Regions from separate parts of the Mus musculus genome. Here region 2 is linked to region 1. Evidence: chromatin contacts called from public HiChIP or PLAC-seq data. All regions are on one chromosome and are shown on one strand. Each heading gives the region's core, a stretch centred on a gene start, on an enhancer-like site or on the middle of the called end of the contact. The rest is flanking DNA. Distances are from core to core; before and after follow the strand shown. Region 1 has its middle 30 kb from the start of Gm24963. Region 2 holds the start of Mir124-2hg (Mir124-2 host gene (non-protein coding)).

Evidence for each region. HiChIP or PLAC-seq counts read pairs in DNA pulled down with a chosen protein or histone mark.
Region 2: an H3K4me3 HiChIP or PLAC-seq map of embryonic forebrain shows a contact between it and region 1, with 5 times the contacts expected there. The contact joins the promoter of Mir124-2hg here to the enhancer-like site in region 1. A contact is called at or near these places in 8 of 39 promoter capture datasets (the 3T3-L1 cell line, cranial neural crest, embryonic stem cells and 3 more), 1 of 484 Hi-C or Micro-C datasets (cortical neurons) and 9 of 115 datasets of contacts at active chromatin or transcription factors (astrocytes, differentiating embryonic stem cells, embryonic basal ganglia and 6 more).

The regions. Positions count from the first base shown.
Region 1 is chr3:17,279,845-17,283,081 of GRCm38.p6, forward strand. No RefSeq gene overlaps it. Among named protein-coding and RNA genes, the nearest start is that of Gm24963, 30 kb to the left of the region's middle. Within about 2 kb of position 1,552, at least 2 of the 459 cell types and tissues checked have an H3K27ac peak or open chromatin away from gene starts, as enhancers often do. A contact at or near this core is called in embryonic forebrain, where this site is marked.
Region 2 is chr3:17,788,062-17,791,317 of GRCm38.p6, forward strand. Mir124-2hg (Mir124-2 host gene (non-protein coding)) reads left to right here and starts at 1,860. Exons shown (of 3, transcript NR_033490.1): 1 at 1,860-2,119.

The DNA.
Region 1 (3,237 bases), core at 302-2,801:
GCTAAAACTCCTTGCTTGTGTTAACAATATTTGGCATTGTGATTCTGGAAGGTATACTTTTTGGTCTCTCATCTGGCTAAATTAAATGAAAAAAATATATATATATGCTCATAAAGAAATGTCTTTTCCAAGGAAACTTATTTTTGTTTCTATTTTGAAATAATTATGGTGACTTATGGACAATTGTCACAGAATTCTAAAGAAAATGATGACTTTGTTCCAGGAAAGGAATCACTTGCAACACATGAACAACGACCTTTAAATATAGTCAGAGAATTTAGTCAAGACAGTCAGGAGATGAGTAAATGTGATATAAAAATCTCTTTTCTGACTGCCTGTCCTGTAATGGCAATGCAATCGCGTCCGATTGATTGTTCAAGCTTAAATACATGACTTATTGCATTTAATTGTATGTGATATATGACTTATTGCATTTAATTATATGTGATATATTCAAGCCAGAAAATTATAGTTGGAGCTGAATGATCAGAATAATCATTTCATGTTTAGTATGGGTTTTACTGACTCATTTCTAGATCTGTTCTACAAATATTTTATCATTTTATTTTCCTGTCTGCCTTTATGCATGTTTCCAAAAAAATTCTTTTTTTTTTGCTCCACAATCTTTAAAATTAGATAACCATATCATTGTTGTATCATCACAATTAAAAATAATACTATAATATAAATAAGCACAGCTGTCCTGGTTAATATAAATCAATCAGCCTTTCATTAGCAGGACAAAATTGTATTACTTTCTACTAAGTTCTTGAAAATAGAAAGCTCTTCATCCATGTGATATTTTTTCTTTTCCATGTAGCCAGGAAATGTCTCCAGATTTCTTGGCTTTTTGTTGCTGCCTTCAGAAAGTGTGTATGATTCACAGGACAGCTGAAACTGATAGCATTTATTCTATCAGTTTCCAAAGGGTTAGAAAATAGCCATCAAATTATAAATAATGTAGTTCTCACTTAAAAACAGATGTGCAGAAAATAAAGACCAATTCTAATTTTCAACACTAGAGAAATAGCATACTGTAAGTGCCTCATTTTCTGCATTTTAAAGCTATACTTTGAAAAATGAAAAGTCTATTATTTTAGACCAGGTGGAAATTTTACTGACATTTGTATAGGATGAAAATCATATTTTTAATTTTTAAAATTTGTTTATATTGCCATACAAATATTATGGCCTTTTTGAGGAAATGTGTTTTAATAGATTAAATAATTTTTATAAAGTTCTTATTATGTAGACAGACTCTGATCACTATCCTACAATGCTGATCCTCACTTAATATTAATTTTATCGTCTTTTCTCATACACTAATGCCATGGGAATTTTTTTCTCTGTGGCTTTGTTTGTGGGGGACCTTGAAATGAGAGTCTCTGGATAAACCCAGGTGTGATAAGTGACTGATTTCTGTACCAGAATGGCTTCTTGGAACTGTTTCTATGTTTGTTTTCTGGATTCGGTGGTTAATTTGGTTTCTAATCATGCTTTTGACCCCATTTCCAGACAGTTTGTGGCAACAGGAGAAGAAAGGCCCTGCAGTAGGTAATTAAGTCTGCAAACGCTGCGCTGCTTACTCTTCATTGCAGCAGATAACCAGAGTGCTGTTGCTCGAGTGTAAAATGCAGAAATTAATGATCCCATGTAATACAGATTAGGGCTTTCATTTTAAAAACTATCAGTGCGGAAGAACAAAGGTGGGGAAAGCAGCATGATATTTAGATTTTTCAATATGTAGTAAGGATTGCAAATTTCGAAAGAGGTTTCTGAGCAAAGGCTAATCAAAATTCTCCTTCTGTTCTACACTGATTGATTAGTTCAGAACTCAAATATATTATTGCCCCATTGAATCTTTGAAAAGGCACAATTAGACACATTTGTACATGCCTTTTCACTTGTAAACATGTCCTTTTGTTTCTCCAGATCAAATGGAGATACTAAAGGCATTGAACACACTGAGTATCACACAGTAGGTACTCATAAATAGTTCCATGTTTGAATTAAATGTGTTCTTTTTCCTATAAAGGGATTATAAAGTAATGTGCAAGAGTCAAGAAAACAGAATATGTACTTATTTTTAAAAGAATTATCGTGTAAGATTTCTATTCACATTGTTATTTTACCCGTAGTTATAGTCACATAAGTTACAAAGTCAACCAAATTTAAGATATCTGTTTATAATTTACCCATTATAAAAAAGTAGCATTCCAATAAAATAAAAAAAAATATGTTAATACAAAGCTTGAGACCCTGAAATGAATGTGTTTCACATTGCGATAATTCATCAATACATGAATATCCTAATGTTCTCCAGCAGCAGCATCGATTTGATCCAGATCCATGATCATATTGATGTGTTTTTGTTCCTTCTTATTTAGGCCACTTTAGTATAATACTTCACATCTGTTTATTGTTAGCCTTTGTCAATAACATTGTCCTTATAAAGTTATTTCTCACTTATCATCAGTATTAAATTAGTCAACCTAGTCAACATTTCATTGTGCTATTCAGTTTTCTGTCACTGTCACAAAAGTGCCTGAGAAAAATCAAGAATTTATTGCACCTGATGATCATAAAGATTTTTACCATATTCTTTTATCTTAATGAGACAGAACTTTACATTAAGGAGTACATGACTGTTTGAAAGACTCAGGAAAGGAGCAAGCAAGGAAATAGGCACAAGACAAAGCCCAATGACATGTTCAGAATGTCTCATGACCTTCACCTAGGTCCCAAATCCTACGTTTTACATCTCCAAAGATTATGCAATTATTATAAGCTCAGCAATAAATACCATTAATAGAGAAAAGTACTCATGATCAAATCAGTTCGCAAAATTTCATCTTTGAGCATTGCTACATAAAAGACACCAAATGTTGATATATATATTTCAAATCCGACCCAGAGCATTTTTTAAGAGAATAGCATTGAATTCTTCAAATTACAAATATCGAAACTATATTAATATAGAGTAGCTGCATATTCTATGAGAATGGAATACCATTGTATTATTTATGAAGACACTTAGCCTAGAGTAAAGTTGGTAACACCATTCTGGTGTTTCGGGTAAGAACAAAGTAATAAACATTGCATGATTCTTTAATTGACATTCATTGAGTTTGAAACTTGAATAAAAAAATTAGGGATCCGTTAGCCACTCCCTCTGGGCTTCCCTCCTCTGTTGCCACCTTCCCAGAGCCTGTTCTTGGCTACTGACCAGAGTCTGTG
Region 2 (3,256 bases), core at 610-3,109, 510 kb after region 1:
CACACATCCCAGGTCAATAAACTGAAAACGGATAGAATGAACATGATCAGTGAAAAGATACAGGGAAGGAAAATGATGTACCTAGTGCCTCCCCAAGTCAAAGTCCTCTGCCCCGATAAAAAACACCGACCTTTAGACCTGCTTTCTGTCTGGACTCCAGGCACAGAAATGATATTTTGTCAAGTAATTCCAGCCCCCACTCAGCACTTTACAAACATGTTTTACAAACACACAAGAACGTATCTTTTCTTTAGAATGTTTTATTTCATATTTTGTTTTACGTTTCCAAGTATCTTCGTAGGAACGCTTGTTGGATATTTCAAGCAGACAGAGGTACAGCTCAGTTATAGCCCAGTTCACTTAGCTCTGTGCTCAGGGTGAAACATGGCCTAATTCAAACGCCCAGGGTGACTTAGAGTATCAGAGTGAACATTTACAGTCAGGAAGTGGTGACATGTTTTGTTCCCATTGGGTAGTACTGAAGTTGCACCTCTCCAGTGTTCCAGTGTGGGGGGTTCTTGACTAGAGTTAGAATGAGAAATGGGGGTAGGAGCTGACAGTAGACTTAGCAGCAAATTACTGACAATTCAAAGTTTTTTGTGGTAAGGGATTCTACAATTTCCCAGAAGATGGGAGCACTAGGAAGGAGAAAAACACTCCTAAGTATCTTCCTAGCAGTGGCCTTGGGGGAGGGGGGGGTGGCAGGTGAGTGAGAGAGGAAGGTGGCCTTGCCACCCCACCACCTTCATTGAGGTAGAGCAATGGCTTGGTCTGGATTCTTTCTGAAAGAGAAACTGCAGGAATGCAGAGTTGCTTTTTGCGCCCCAACCTACTTAAAGGAGTGGGAGCCAAACCCCTGCTCCCAACAACAAGCAGCATTTTCCTTATCAGAAGCCCTCTGGGACTCAGCAAGCTTGATAGGCTCTGGCTCTGATGTCCCATAAGGCCCACTCTGTGGCTGGAAGAAACATGATCAAAACCCATGGAACTCAGACTTCACTGACCACAGAGTCCTGCCTGGAAAAGTTGAAAACATTCTCCCGAGCAAGGCCTATTTGTAGAACTCCTCAACCTAGTGTCTGTATAGCAAATTCTGATCCTATTTCATATTAAGAACATACTTACGTTTTTATTTAGTCCAGCAGATTTTCCCAAATGACTTAATTTCTTCCTGAGGCAATTTTAAAAATTCAGAATATTATTGTTTTTTAAAAGGAAAGAAATAGAAAGGCTCTCATTTAGAGCACTGAGGGATGTTATCAGTGTGACCTTGACGTGTAAATGGAGAAGGCATGCTAGGTTTGAGTCCGAACTCTTGTCTTCTTGCGTATCTGAGATGTTCTCGGTCTGGCTAAGAACAGGGACATGAGGAGAGATTTGTTTTTAAAGGTTACCATTAGCGGTTCACTAGCTGAGGTTAGGAATTTTGTATTTTTATATTTCGTGAAATTCATGATTTAATTATACTCCTCAAACAAATTAAGGGCAGGCCTTCTACACAAATTGGAGGCAGCTAAATGCTCTTTTGTGCCTGCAGCTCTCGGATTGTTAAAGAGGCTGCTGATGCATGAGAAGAAGTGCCTGATTTAACTCATTGGGATGCAGGAAGCGACCTGCCCTCTTTTGAAAAAAAAGTGAGAGAGAGAGAGAGAGAGAGAGAGAGAGAGAGAGAGAGAGAACACTAGCTTTAGAAGAGCAAGAGGGTGAGTGACAGAGAGAGGAGAGGAGAGGAGAGGAGAGGAGAGGAGAGGAGAGGAGAGGAGAGGAGAGGAGAGGAGAGGAGAGGAGAGGAGAGGAGAGGAGAGGAGAGGAGAAATACAGGGGCAGGGGGTGTGTGCCAAACTCCTTCTTTGCTGAGTAGAAAGCTTCTGAATTTCAAGCAGAAAGTGGAAGGAGCTCCACAGAGCAATATCTTGGGCTGCGTGTGCAGAGCGTAGACAATGAAAATCTCCGCCCCCTCCCCCATGCTCTCAAGTCTTCAAGATTTTTTTCTTTCCTTCACAACGATGGAAGCTATGTAAAAATCAAATACACAGAGATGTATATACTTTTTTTTTTTTAAAGCACAGACTAACAAACCGAAGGACCTGACCATGGATTATTCAAGGACTCACCTGCTGTAAGTACTGTCTGTCTTTTCCTGGGTTTTTAAGCTCTGCTTCGCGCGGTGAACTGAGTGTTCCTATTGTGAGCAGAGTTGCTGCCTGTGTCTGTATGTTTTTATTTGTAGGGGCTTCCTGCATTGTTTTTGTTTTGTTTTGTTTTTCTGTACCTAAGCTGCAGCATTTTACCTAGGCTAGTAATAGAGTCCTGTTATTATGCTGTGGATTGTAGCAGTGGGCTGGGGGCAGGGGAGGCGCACAGATCAGGGTTTCCCGCGCTTTGAGCATCCTTAAGAGTTGCTGCCAGCTTAACATCCTCGCTGAAAGATTGGTTCCTGTCGCTCAAAGGGTAGGACTACGGAGCTACCGGACGAGCTCTGGGGACAGGATGGAGTCAAAAGGAGAGATCTTAGACTGGGAGATGATGGGCCTCCATCCCCACAACAACACACCTAGTTTAGAGCCCTCTGCTGCCCACCGCTAACACCCGTTGTCTTGGGAGGATTAACACGGCCCTGAGCGCTGCTTCTGGAACCGAGCCTTTCCTGCGTTTTTGTTTTGTTTTGTTTTGTTTTTAACTTAAACCTTAAAGCTGGGATCTTCTAGACATCAGGGCTAAGTGAGGATGCCTCTGTGTGTGTGTGTGTGTGTGTGTGTGTGTGTGTGTGTGTGTGTGTGTGTGTGTGTGTGTGACCAAACAATATAAATTGCCATTCGCGGAAGATATTTTCTAGCCTCTTGAAAATATGCAAGAATTCTGCGGCCCATGCTTCCTTTGTGTAGCAGGCAGCGCCAAGCGCTTTGTGCTTCGCAAGTAGAAAATGGCGAGTCCTATTGTGTTTAGGCCATTTTCTTCCGGTACAAGGATTTCCCAAGTTTTCAATACTTTGAGGGGCAGGAGCAAGAATCAGCCCTCTTATACCCAGAAAAGCAAAAGCGGAAGCGGCTATGGCTGGGCCCCTTGGCCCGGTGGGTATGGACCTTGCTTTGAAACCAAGGGTCTGTTTCCCTGCTGTCCAGATATTTGAATAGAAACAATTTGTACTGGTCGGTGCCCTTTAAAGATTTGTAGTTCTAGAGGGCATTAGATCATAAGTGTGTGGTTATACACATACATGAAAATAATACCTCTCCTCTGATAACCTGCAGAAAAT